3 separate regions of the Zea mays genome follow, and all the other regions are linked to region 1. Evidence: chromatin contacts called from public Hi-C data. All regions are on one chromosome and are shown on one strand. The core of a region is the stretch at or near the end of the contact, and the rest is flanking DNA. Distances in the headings are between cores, read along the strand shown. Region 1 holds the start of LOC542276 (ferredoxin 3). Region 2 holds the start of LOC103644298 (elongation factor 2). Region 3 holds the start of LOC103645723 (lysine--tRNA ligase, chloroplastic/mitochondrial).

What was found. A called contact is a pair of places that touch in the nucleus more often than the background predicts.
Region 2: a contact with region 1 is called in a Hi-C map of ear, with 4 times the contacts expected there. The contact joins the promoter of LOC103644298 here to the promoter of LOC542276 in region 1. A contact is called at or near these places in 4 of 25 Hi-C or Micro-C datasets (bundle sheath, ear, endosperm and 1 more).
Region 3: a contact with region 1 is called in a Hi-C map of leaf, with 5 times the contacts expected there. The contact joins the promoter of LOC103645723 here to the promoter of LOC542276 in region 1. A contact is called at or near these places in 2 of 25 Hi-C or Micro-C datasets (both in leaf) and 1 of 3 datasets of contacts at active chromatin or transcription factors (seedling).

What each region holds. Positions count from the first base shown.
Region 1 is chr1:302,964,096-302,967,446 of Zm-B73-REFERENCE-NAM-5.0, forward strand. It overlaps LOC542276 (ferredoxin 3), which reads left to right and starts at 1,764. Exons shown (of 2, transcript NM_001349483.1): 1 at 1,764-2,046. It overlaps LOC100384139 (Galactose oxidase/kelch repeat superfamily protein), which reads left to right. Exons shown (of 17, transcript NM_001176719.1): 15 at 179-248; 16 at 389-481; 17 at 599-1,077. The coding sequence ends at 448.
Region 2 is chr1:303,191,210-303,194,560 of Zm-B73-REFERENCE-NAM-5.0, forward strand. It overlaps LOC103644298 (elongation factor 2), which reads right to left and starts at 1,508. Exons shown (of 3, transcript XM_008667506.3): 1 at 1,345-1,508; 2 at 104-242. The coding sequence starts at 194. It overlaps LOC103644300 (L-aspartate oxidase, chloroplastic), which reads right to left. Exons shown (of 1, transcript XM_008667507.2): 1 at 2,419-3,351. The coding sequence starts at 2,942. The coding sequence ends at 2,640.
Region 3 is chr1:303,130,774-303,134,124 of Zm-B73-REFERENCE-NAM-5.0, forward strand. It overlaps LOC103645723 (lysine--tRNA ligase, chloroplastic/mitochondrial), which reads right to left and starts at 1,527. Exons shown (of 14, transcript XM_020547036.2): 1 at 997-1,527; 2 at 685-897; 3 at 348-459. The coding sequence starts at 1,224. LOC100283145 (glycine-rich RNA-binding protein 8) reads left to right here and starts at 2,436. Exons shown (of 2, transcript NM_001156047.2): 1 at 2,436-2,550; 2 at 2,988-3,351. The coding sequence starts at 2,440.

The sequences.
Region 1 (3,351 bases), core at 514-3,013:
TTAGTTAAAAATTGAGCACGTGCAGATAATGTAGTTATGGCCAGAGCTTGATATGTCTGAAAATGGCCACTCTTCATTATCCAATCTTGAACTTGTCCGTTAAAGGCTTAAAGCAAAATACCTTTTAGCAATCTTTCTGCACCTATAGGATTTCATTTTCTTGTTGCAACAACTACAGGGGAAATTCATTGCCAGCTTTTCGTGAAATGGAAGCTCTCCGTTTTTTCCATCTAAAAAGTGCTTCACAGGTATGGATAGTAGGGAATTTAATTTAGTCATCCACCACAAACAACCTACAATCAATTGAGGATATCTGTGTACAATGCAGTCTCTTCTTTTTCATTCTCTTTATGAGTTATCGCAATGTTGTATGTGTGATATACCGCAGTTGCGCATGGATGACATTCCCGTCCTGTTGAGCGAGTATGGAAGGCTGCTTTCAACATGAGATGGTGTCTTGCAAGCTGTGCCCTCCTGCTTGGTATGTGCTCTTGAGCGTCACCGCTGTGTTAGGCTGTTAGGACATCATTTTCTGCTTGCGGTGCGGAACTGTTTCAGCTTTTGGTCTCACACATGTCATCTTCACTCTTTGCTTCAGGTCCTAACAGAACTTCTGCTCCATGTAATTTGCGGAGAACTTTCTGCCTGACAAAAGCACACCCGTGGAGCCATTCCTTGCCATCAGTTGGTCTGTTAGTGCAAGTCATAGTCGTAGCAGCGATAGCGCACTGAGCTGAATTCCTTTTTCTTTTGAGGACTGGACGCAGACGCACACATATTTCGTGCAGCCTGGCTGGGCGCTGGAATGGGGTCATGGTCATGGGCTCATGGCCATCCACACGTGGTTAGGCCTAGCTTAGGCGAGGAGCTGGGCGGCGTGGCAAACTTGGCAGGCCGCCCATGGTCGCGTGGAATTCCAAGAAAACGGGGTTTTGTGTGATGTGAGGCTGGAAACCTGGGGGGTCAGCAGCACATGTTTCCAGTCTATTGCACTCCCTCTGACCGAAAGGGCGCTGCACTGCAATTTTATTTTACTACCTTTGTTCAAAAATAATGGGCGTCTCCTTTTCAGATGTCAATCAGTTTCAACTTTGATTAGATTTAGTAAAAAAATCTAACATTTGTTGGATCGTATTAAATATTAGTACTTTTATGTGTATATTTGATCACGTTTAAGATTAGTTGACCTTTAAAAACGACACGCTTATTATTATTATTATTATTATTTGTAAAAATATGGAAAAGAAAACGGAGGCGGCGAGGCGCCCCCTGCACGCCGGTCGCACATTCAAACGCATGTGCTCGTTGCCGTTGTCCATGCGTGTACATATAGAACAACAACAACAAAGGTGTGGAAAATGCCGTCTGCGGCTCTCCAATCGAACGACACTAGTGGACTTCCGAACAAGAACAGCTAGATTGATGCACAACCCCGTAAGAAAACATTACGGTGTCGCACGATCACGCGTTCCGGCTCTCCCCGTACATTTCGCATGCCTTTGGTGACATGTTAGTAATAGATCCAGTTGAACTACCATAAATCCAGTTTCTTTTTAAAAATATAGGTGAAAATAGTTAGGTTCGGTTGAACTAGCTATGCCAGACCACGGGCACGGGGTACTGTCCGCAGGCGAGGGTTCGTCAGGCCCAAGTGAGCGTGGCCTAGTCCTCGCTGTCCCAGGCCCAGGTGGAACCGGGTGTCCGTCCGGGCAGTTCCAGAACCTTCCTCCTCTCCGATGCGATCGGAAACGCGAGCCAGCCGAAACTGGAAACCACCACCAACCCCACCCGGCCGGCAGGCGGGGCGGGGGGCCGCACCCGGATTCCATCCCACCCGACCGCGCCCCATTAAAAACGAGGGCTCGGCCGCCGCCTCGGCCGCCCACTCCCAGAGGCTCTTCTCCTCCTCGCCTCCTCTCCCTAGTCTCCACGACGCAAGGGAGAGTGACGGAAAGCGACGCGGCGCGAGCGAGGAGGGCCAAGGCGAAGAGGGGAAGCACCGCACCAGGACCCTTGTTCGCCGCCGCCGCCTCTGATCTCCGCGAGGTACCTGCCTCTTGCCTTGCTGGTGGGTTTTGTCTGTAGGGTGGTAGGATCTCTCTCTCTCTCTCTCTCTCTCTCTCTCTCTGCTCTCCGGCCCTAGGTGGTGTGGGTGTTGGTCTGCCTGCTCGCCTTCGCGGGTTTCTTAGCGGGGCGATCTCGGGACTCTTAAGTCCAGTGGATGGATGGTGGGATCTCGCGTTATTTTCTCCCTGCCTTGTTTTCGTGAATTCCTAAGTAAGACTAAGAACTCAGAACCAAACCAAAGAGAATTACTGCTGGCGGAGCTGGTCCGTGCGTAACTTCAGGTTTCCGTTATTTCCGCGTGTAATTACCGCCTCGAATCCTCGATCCTGTGGTGGTTTTAGTGTTCATGGGATTGGGAAGGACCTGTTTAAGAGCTGTGCATGTGCAGTGAATCTCGCTTGCTTTGGTGGTCCTTGTCCGGGTAATTTTTGCAGTGAACCATCTAGCGGATTGTTCTACTTCTATGAAGTCAGGCAGAAAAAAAAACTAAATAAATTACCGATGTTTGGTTTACCCGATTCCCCTGGAGCCTGAGTGAGGAGCGGGGAGCATTAGCGATGCCTGCCTTTTTCATACCGCTCCACAGATTAACCCTACTTTTTATGGAGGGAAGAATGGATGGCGTGTGCCCATTCTCCTCCTTGGTAGAAATACTATTGGGATACATCAGCAGCCCCTGTCTGTGTCTACTGTCTATAAAAGGCCAGGTGGGGTTTATGGGAGCCCGTTAGCTGTACACGTGGTCAGTGAATATGGTAGTTCTTGTCCAGCGGATTTTTACGAAAATCATCTATAGGATTGTTCTGTGAAGTTCTGCCGACTTTTTTTTTTAAAACCTATGGGTGGCTTACTGATTTCCATGGAGCTTCAAGTGAAGGGTGGGGAGCACTAGCTATGCCTGCTTTTTTCATACCGCTCGACAGATTAACTCTATTCCTTCTCATGGAGGGGATGGATGCCATGTGCCCATTCTCCTTTTTGGTAAAGTCGTAAAGATACCATTGGGATACATCAGCAGCCTTTGTGTCTTTGGATTGTGTTAGTAGTACTATTACCTATGTGTAGTGAACAAAGGGAGCCAGTTTATGAGGTGTTGAGATTTCTGACCAAGAGGCGGATTTGGGATTTATGGGAGCCTTTCAATGAATCTATTCTAGTTCGGTGCTTCTTGCCCAGGGAATTTTACAATAAATCATCAAGCAAATTGTTTTATAAAGTTCTGCAGAAAAATAAGATAAAATGGAACTGTGTGTGGTTTACTGATTTCCCTGGAGCATCAAGTGA
Region 2 (3,351 bases), core at 258-2,757, 230 kb after region 1:
TGCAGCATGAATAGAAGCATCGGCAATCAAGAACAGTACAAAGCTTAAATATTGAAACAGAACAATTGACATCAAAATGTCTTGGGCAGTGTTCTGAACCTACCATGGTCCACATGAGCAATAACAGACATGTTACGAATGTTGTTCTTTTTGTCCATGATGGCACGGAGCTCTTCAGCTGTGAACTTCACCATCTTGACTCCTTATGAAGATCACACTACCAATACCAATATTTATTCCTGCTGCGAAGGTATGAGTGTGTTAGTAATGTGAAGGTGTGAGTATATTAGTGAGAATTTACACAGAAACATGAGAACAAACTAAACTGAAAACTCTGAAATCAGTAGCAAATAAGTTATTAACCACTATAGTTGTCAGGAACCAAAGATACATAGAAATTATTAACAAGTATTATTTGCAAGGATACATTATTCCACTGTTTACACCACACTTCACAGGATTGTAAGCGAAAAGGCTAATAAAAAGTGAAGTGAAAATCATGTGTCTTAGATGTACTCAGGGTGCAGTCTCGTTAAACTAAGATCTGCAATCAGGACACCACAGCTTATGTTCTGTAAAACAACTAATAATAGGCACGAAATAATTAAACAATAGCAATTCGGGTTCGAGGCGACAGGCGACTACGTAGCATATTATATGTATGTACGGATATGGACACAATATCAGAAGGATGCTGGTATTTCTGTGAAATAATTGGTATTTTGTCACTTGAAACGTTGCCTCCTTGTTATAATCTATGAATTATGGGTCAATCTGTGTCTATGAAACATGGGTCCGATAGCAATTTTACGAGGGAACGTATCTGTTGCTCAAAGGGGTACGGTGCTCATGTGCACATTTTAAATCTGGTGGATCCATCTTGTATTCAACGACACCAGCAATTTTACGAAGAACCCCTCCCACCAGGGGAAGAAGGTGGAAGGGGTTCTTCACAAAATTGATGCTGCTGTTAGATGTGAAATGAATGCACCAGATTTAAAATGTGCGCATGAGCACCGTACCCCTTTGAGCACCAGATACGTTCCCATTTTACGAAGGTGTTTCGTTATAATAGTAAATATCAGATTCTCCCATATACTTTTTTCCCCAGAAAACATCATACGGAGACATGGCGGGAAGATTAAAATTGCCCTATATTCTAAAAGCAGTTGCAACAAAGCAGGAACATAAAAATCGCCATATATTCAGCAATGAGATCGTTCCGTTTTGCTCTCTTCCATATATGCAAACCAGCCAAGGTTGACTTAGTGTAGCGGCTGGATCCCCGTCCATGGGACAGAAGAAACTAGCCGCCGACATGCAATCAGCTTGTAGTCGATTTACCTGGGCTGCCAGAGCTCGCTGCCGGCGCCGGATCTCGTCGCAGACGCGGAGGCGGGCAGGCAGCTGCTGCGGAGTGATGGATGACTGGGGGAGGGATGACGGAACACGGGAAGTAACCCGAGATAGGTTTTGCTGTGCTCTTTTCATATTTAACATGTCGGCTGCACATAAACTTTGGTGCATATAGAGTTTACATAAACTAAAGAAGTTTAAAAAATAAAAAAATCATATATATTCTTACTATCTTACTCTAATCTCTACTACTTATTAAGGCTGTAAGCGTAGCCTGCCGTTCTGCCTTCGTTCAATCTGGATCGTCCATCGCTGTTGTTCAATCTGGATCCTCCTCACCCCGCCCCATCCGCGCGCAAAAAATCTACACAAGCTGATAATACCAAGAGCTGATTACACGAGCTGACTGCTTCCTCTGTAGCAGCATGGTTTATAAGTTGCTACCGCTATCTTTGGCTGAGCGATATGGTACATTATATTTGTGCCACGGTAGCCTACTTGGTTGCGTTATTTAGTTAACGTACGCGGCCCATCTATCAAATAAATTCCATAAGGCCCATGTAGGAAAAACTTCATCCCGCATGCAGTCGCGCGGCGGCTCTCCTCGAGGAGCTTTTTGGAACCGTGATATCTCGAATACTAGGCTTCTGAAGATTGGTATCCCGAACAGAGCAATTGGAAATGTAGTATTATAATTCATTGAACTTCGAAATTGTAGTATCTGCGTCACATTTAGCCCAGTAATCCTCGTTTTTATGGCATTCCGTTTGTTACAACGGATCTACGGGCGCTCCTCTCCCCGAGCGCTGCTCTCCCTGGGCGATCCAGCTCTCCCCGACGAGCGCTCCTCCTCGACGACCGCTCCTCCAGGGACGAGCTTGCTCTCTTGATGCTTTCTGCTTTTCAATTCAGTCTCTGCAGGTGGGTGCCGATGGTAACTTCTTCTTTTGCCGTTTCAGGTGCTAGCATACCTTCTGATATCGTCATCAGCAACTGCTCGAGCAAGTGATTTGACTGAGAACTGGGGGAGCGATTCCTTCCCGAACATGGCGAACTGCTCGAGCATGACATCACAATGGTCATCAGTTGGTGTGCAATCAGCCAATCACCACATACATATACTACGGATCAAGGTTCATAAACCATAATGCAGCTCCAACAACACCGTTTACAAGTTGCAACAGCTGGAACTGGCAAGAATTGCAAAGATACGCAGGCTACTACAGCCTAACTATCTGGATTTTGTGTATGCTGTTAACTGAGAGTTCTTAAAAATTAATGAATTAACGAATCCCCAAGGCCCAGCCGGATGAACTGCATGCATTGTCATCTGCTTGCAGCTGCCTCTGCAACGGCTTGGAGCTCCACGTGAGCTCCTGCACGGCGGCCGGGAAGATGACCGTAGGTTTCCTCCTGCTCTCCTCCAGGTACGGGAAGTCCTCGGTGAAGTGCAGGCCGCGGCTCTCGCGCCTGGCCAGCGCGCTCCTGACGACGAGCTTGGCGCAGCAGAAGAGGTTGCGCATCTCGCAGACCTCGACGCCCTTCAGCCGCCCCGTTGAGCGCACGATGCCGACATACTCCCACATCACCTACTGCAGCTCCATCCTGGCCTGCCTCGTCTGCCCCACGATGTCCGACAGCGCGCCGTCGCCCAGCGCCGACCGTGGCAGCGTCAGCCGTGCCCACCTCGCCGCCAGCGACGGTCGTGGAGAACTCTCGCGCTCTGGAGAGATTTTGCGCCCGTGGATCCGTCGTAAGAAACAGACTGCCGTAACAACAAGGATTACTGGGCTAAAACTGACTCGGATACTAAAATTCCGAATTTCAATGGATTATAATACTACAATTCCAATTGCTCTGTTCGGGATACCAATTTTTAGAAGCCCGAATGTTCGGGATATCACGGTTCCAAAAAGCTCCTCCTCGAGCGCGTGCGCAGCGGCTCTCCTCCCCACAGGCAGTCGCGCGGCGGCCTCATCCCCGCCGGCGAGCCTC
Region 3 (3,351 bases), core at 277-2,776, 170 kb after region 1:
AGGAGAATCGAATCCGGGACTTGTAGGTGCTACTCGGAAACCTTAACCATTACACTAGAGGCCCTTTCGCTATCATCAGATATGTAGTACTAAGAACTCACTTAGATCCAAACAAAACAAATTCCTTAGAATCTAAACAAAAAATGGTAAAAGAATGAGAATCTCAACAGCAAAGTTAAGGTTCAATGCTTGCTCGGCCAACTTAAGAATGATGCTATATACTGATTCTAAGGAAATTACTGTAGAAATATTCTTCTGGAAATTGATATCTCATTCTCATGCTTCAAATTTTAACTGAGCACAGACCAATGAAACTACAGACGAACAGAATATGAGTTATAATGAACCTTTCTCTGTCTTTTTAATGGATCCACTTGCACCTAATATATCACCAATATCAATAAACGCCTTTAGTTGCTCAAATTGGTCCTCCGTAAGGCTGTCTTTCTCACAATAAAGCTAACACAGCCAAAAGAAAGAAAAACTCAGAAACACATAATCAGTACCAAACAAACTACCATACTTCTGTAGCTACTAATAACAATAAATACAACTGAAAACAGCAGATAGCTCAGCTGCTATGTGCAGATGGCTTACAAGGACAACATTATCAAGTAGCATATCCACATCAAATCAGATTCTAAGGAGAGAGCAAGATAAGACAAGTCAGTTGAAAGATCAGACCTGCACAGTCCCCGCATCATCTCTTACAGTCATAAAAACAAGCTTTCCAAATGCTCTTCGGGCAACAATCCGGCCAGCAACGGACACCGACACGTCCTCGCAGACTTCACCGTTCATAAGATGAGTGTACTGTTCCTGAAGCGCCTTGGTCGTGTGAGTCCTGTCCCACCTGTACGCGTACGGCTCATAACCCTTCCCTCTGAGCTCATCAACCTTGCATTCAGAAAACCAGCGATCCGAAGCTTGTCAGTACAGCACGGACCGAAAATAGACGCACCAAACAATGTAGAGCTAAAAACGCGACAAGGATACTTTTTTGAGGCGGATGGCGCGGATGGAGTCGCGGTCGGAGGTGGAGGCGGATGAGGAGGCACTACGGCGTCGGCGGTCCTGAGGCTGCGCCGGCGGGTTCGTGGTGGCGGCGGCCGCGGAGCAGCAGCGGATACGGAGGCCAAGGGGCCTTGAAGCGGAGGCGGCGGCGCGGGAGGCCGCGAAGCCGATGAGATTGGAGGAGGCCCTCCACGCCCGCAGCGCCTCCATTGCTCCGGGCAGGGGGGCTGAACGAATGAGCGGGTTTGTCTGGTGGCGCCCGCAGCTCCGCACGTGCTCGCCGCCGCGGCAGGATAGGGAGACGGCGGCCGCGGGAGCGAGGATAGGGCCGTCTAGCTGCTGGCGGCTGAGGTGGCCCCGAAACCCACCCGACCGTGAAGCGTCGACGGCCCTGGACCAATCCGGCCTTCCTATCGGCCGTGGGCCAACTCAGCCTGCCCGCGGCCCATTCTGGCTGGGTGACGCCTGACGCGTCCAAGCCGCGCCAACGGAATATGCCGTGCGCGTTGCGGCCAGCCCGCTTGTCCCCCGGGCGGGTCCCGCCTGTCGCGCGAACCAGGGAAATATCTACATCTCGTCTGCGCCGCCGCTGGGATTTATTAGGGTTCTACTTCTAGCCCGGGCCGACTCCACTCCAATCCAATCCTGGGGCGGGCGACTGCCTCCTTCCCTCGATCTATTCTCCATCTTGTCCTCCCTTTGCTAAAAATAACGAGGCAGAGGCATCTTCGATTTGACGTGCGCTTCCTCTTCCTCGCTCGCTCTCGGTCGCAGGTACCTACGTCCTGTTCTTCATCGCTTATGGATTTCTTTACGCGTAGTAGGTAGTAGATCTCTCTTTGCTCGATCTGTTTTCGTTTTGTAAGATTCATTCACGTCTGCGCTGTGGCTCTATTCAGATTTGGTCGTGATTTCTGGGTTTGACCAGCGTAAGCATCGGCCCCGATCTGGATTCTGGAGCTTGACTATATCTCCTTTTATTTTTTTTTTATTTTGTACTATCTAACATAGATTTTGCGTCTAACAATCATTAAGTTACACGCACGCATGATTATATTTGAAGTTTAACCTTGCCGTGTTGTGGTTATGTGCACTTCTGAGCACATTATGTACTGAATTCTGCAAATTAGTAAAGGACTATAAACTGTAGAGTCAACTTCGGTTAGGGTACGCTAATAACATGCCCGAGAACGTGTATTTCCTTAAGAGGAAGTTCTTTTGCTTATAAATACTCTTTGTGCCTTTGTTTCTCGGAGGTGCTGCTTTTCTAAAATAAATATCACAGCTTTAGTGATCAGTGATTATTGACTAGGTTACCTGTAACCACCACAGAATCTGCAGTGATCTCTCTTGGTAGCTCTAGCTCTGGCTTCCTGCAACCCTACTTACTTATAAGGTGTATATATTTGTTTATCTGTTCTAGTGATGGCTGATGTCGACGAGTACCGTTGCTTCATTGGGAACCTGTCCTGGTCAACGACTGATGAAAGCCTCAAGGATGCGTTCAGCAAATTCGGCAACCTCACTGAGGCAAAGGTGACGTGAATAACTTCTCATCTTTAGTTTTGCCATGAGCATGATAACACCATAGATTGTGTTGACACCTGTTGCTTAGGATAGTGTTTTATTCTTTTTATGACATGTCAAAAAAATTCTTGTGTTACGTTGAATATTGGTATACTGCATTTTTTGTCTCCAAAGAATCTTAAATCTAACTGATTTGCCCAGGCACATCTTTTCTTCCTACTCTATATCCAAAAAAGCGCCATAAAGATATTTATGATGTTCTATTCCTGTCTGCATGGATTCTCTAGGCAATATTTTTTACTCTGAATGGTCAAAAAAATAGCTCGATGTCTCTTAGCATACATCCATTCTCGCTACAATTTTCTTTGTGTTCTATTGTAATATTGTTATATAGCATGGTCTCTTATGTATGGTTGCTTTAATTTTGTTTTTCTGGTGATATGCAGGTGGTTCTTGACAAATTTTCAGGACGTTCTCGTGGTTTCGGCTTTGTAACTTTTGATGAGAAGCAAGCCATGGAGGATGCTATTGAGGGAATGAATGGACTGGACTTGGACGGGAGGAACATCACTGTTGATAAAGCTCAGCCACAAGGACCTGGTAGAGACCGTAATGGTGACCGTGATTATGACCGCGAGCGTGGATCTCGTTATGAACGTGGTCGTGACTATGGTGGTGGGCGTGCACCGCGAGGTGGTGGTGGTGGTGGTGGTGGTGGTGACTGCTTCAAGTGTGGGAAACCTGGTCATTTTGCTAGAGAGTGCCCATCTGGGGATGGTGGGAGAGGGGACAGATATGGTGGGAGAGATG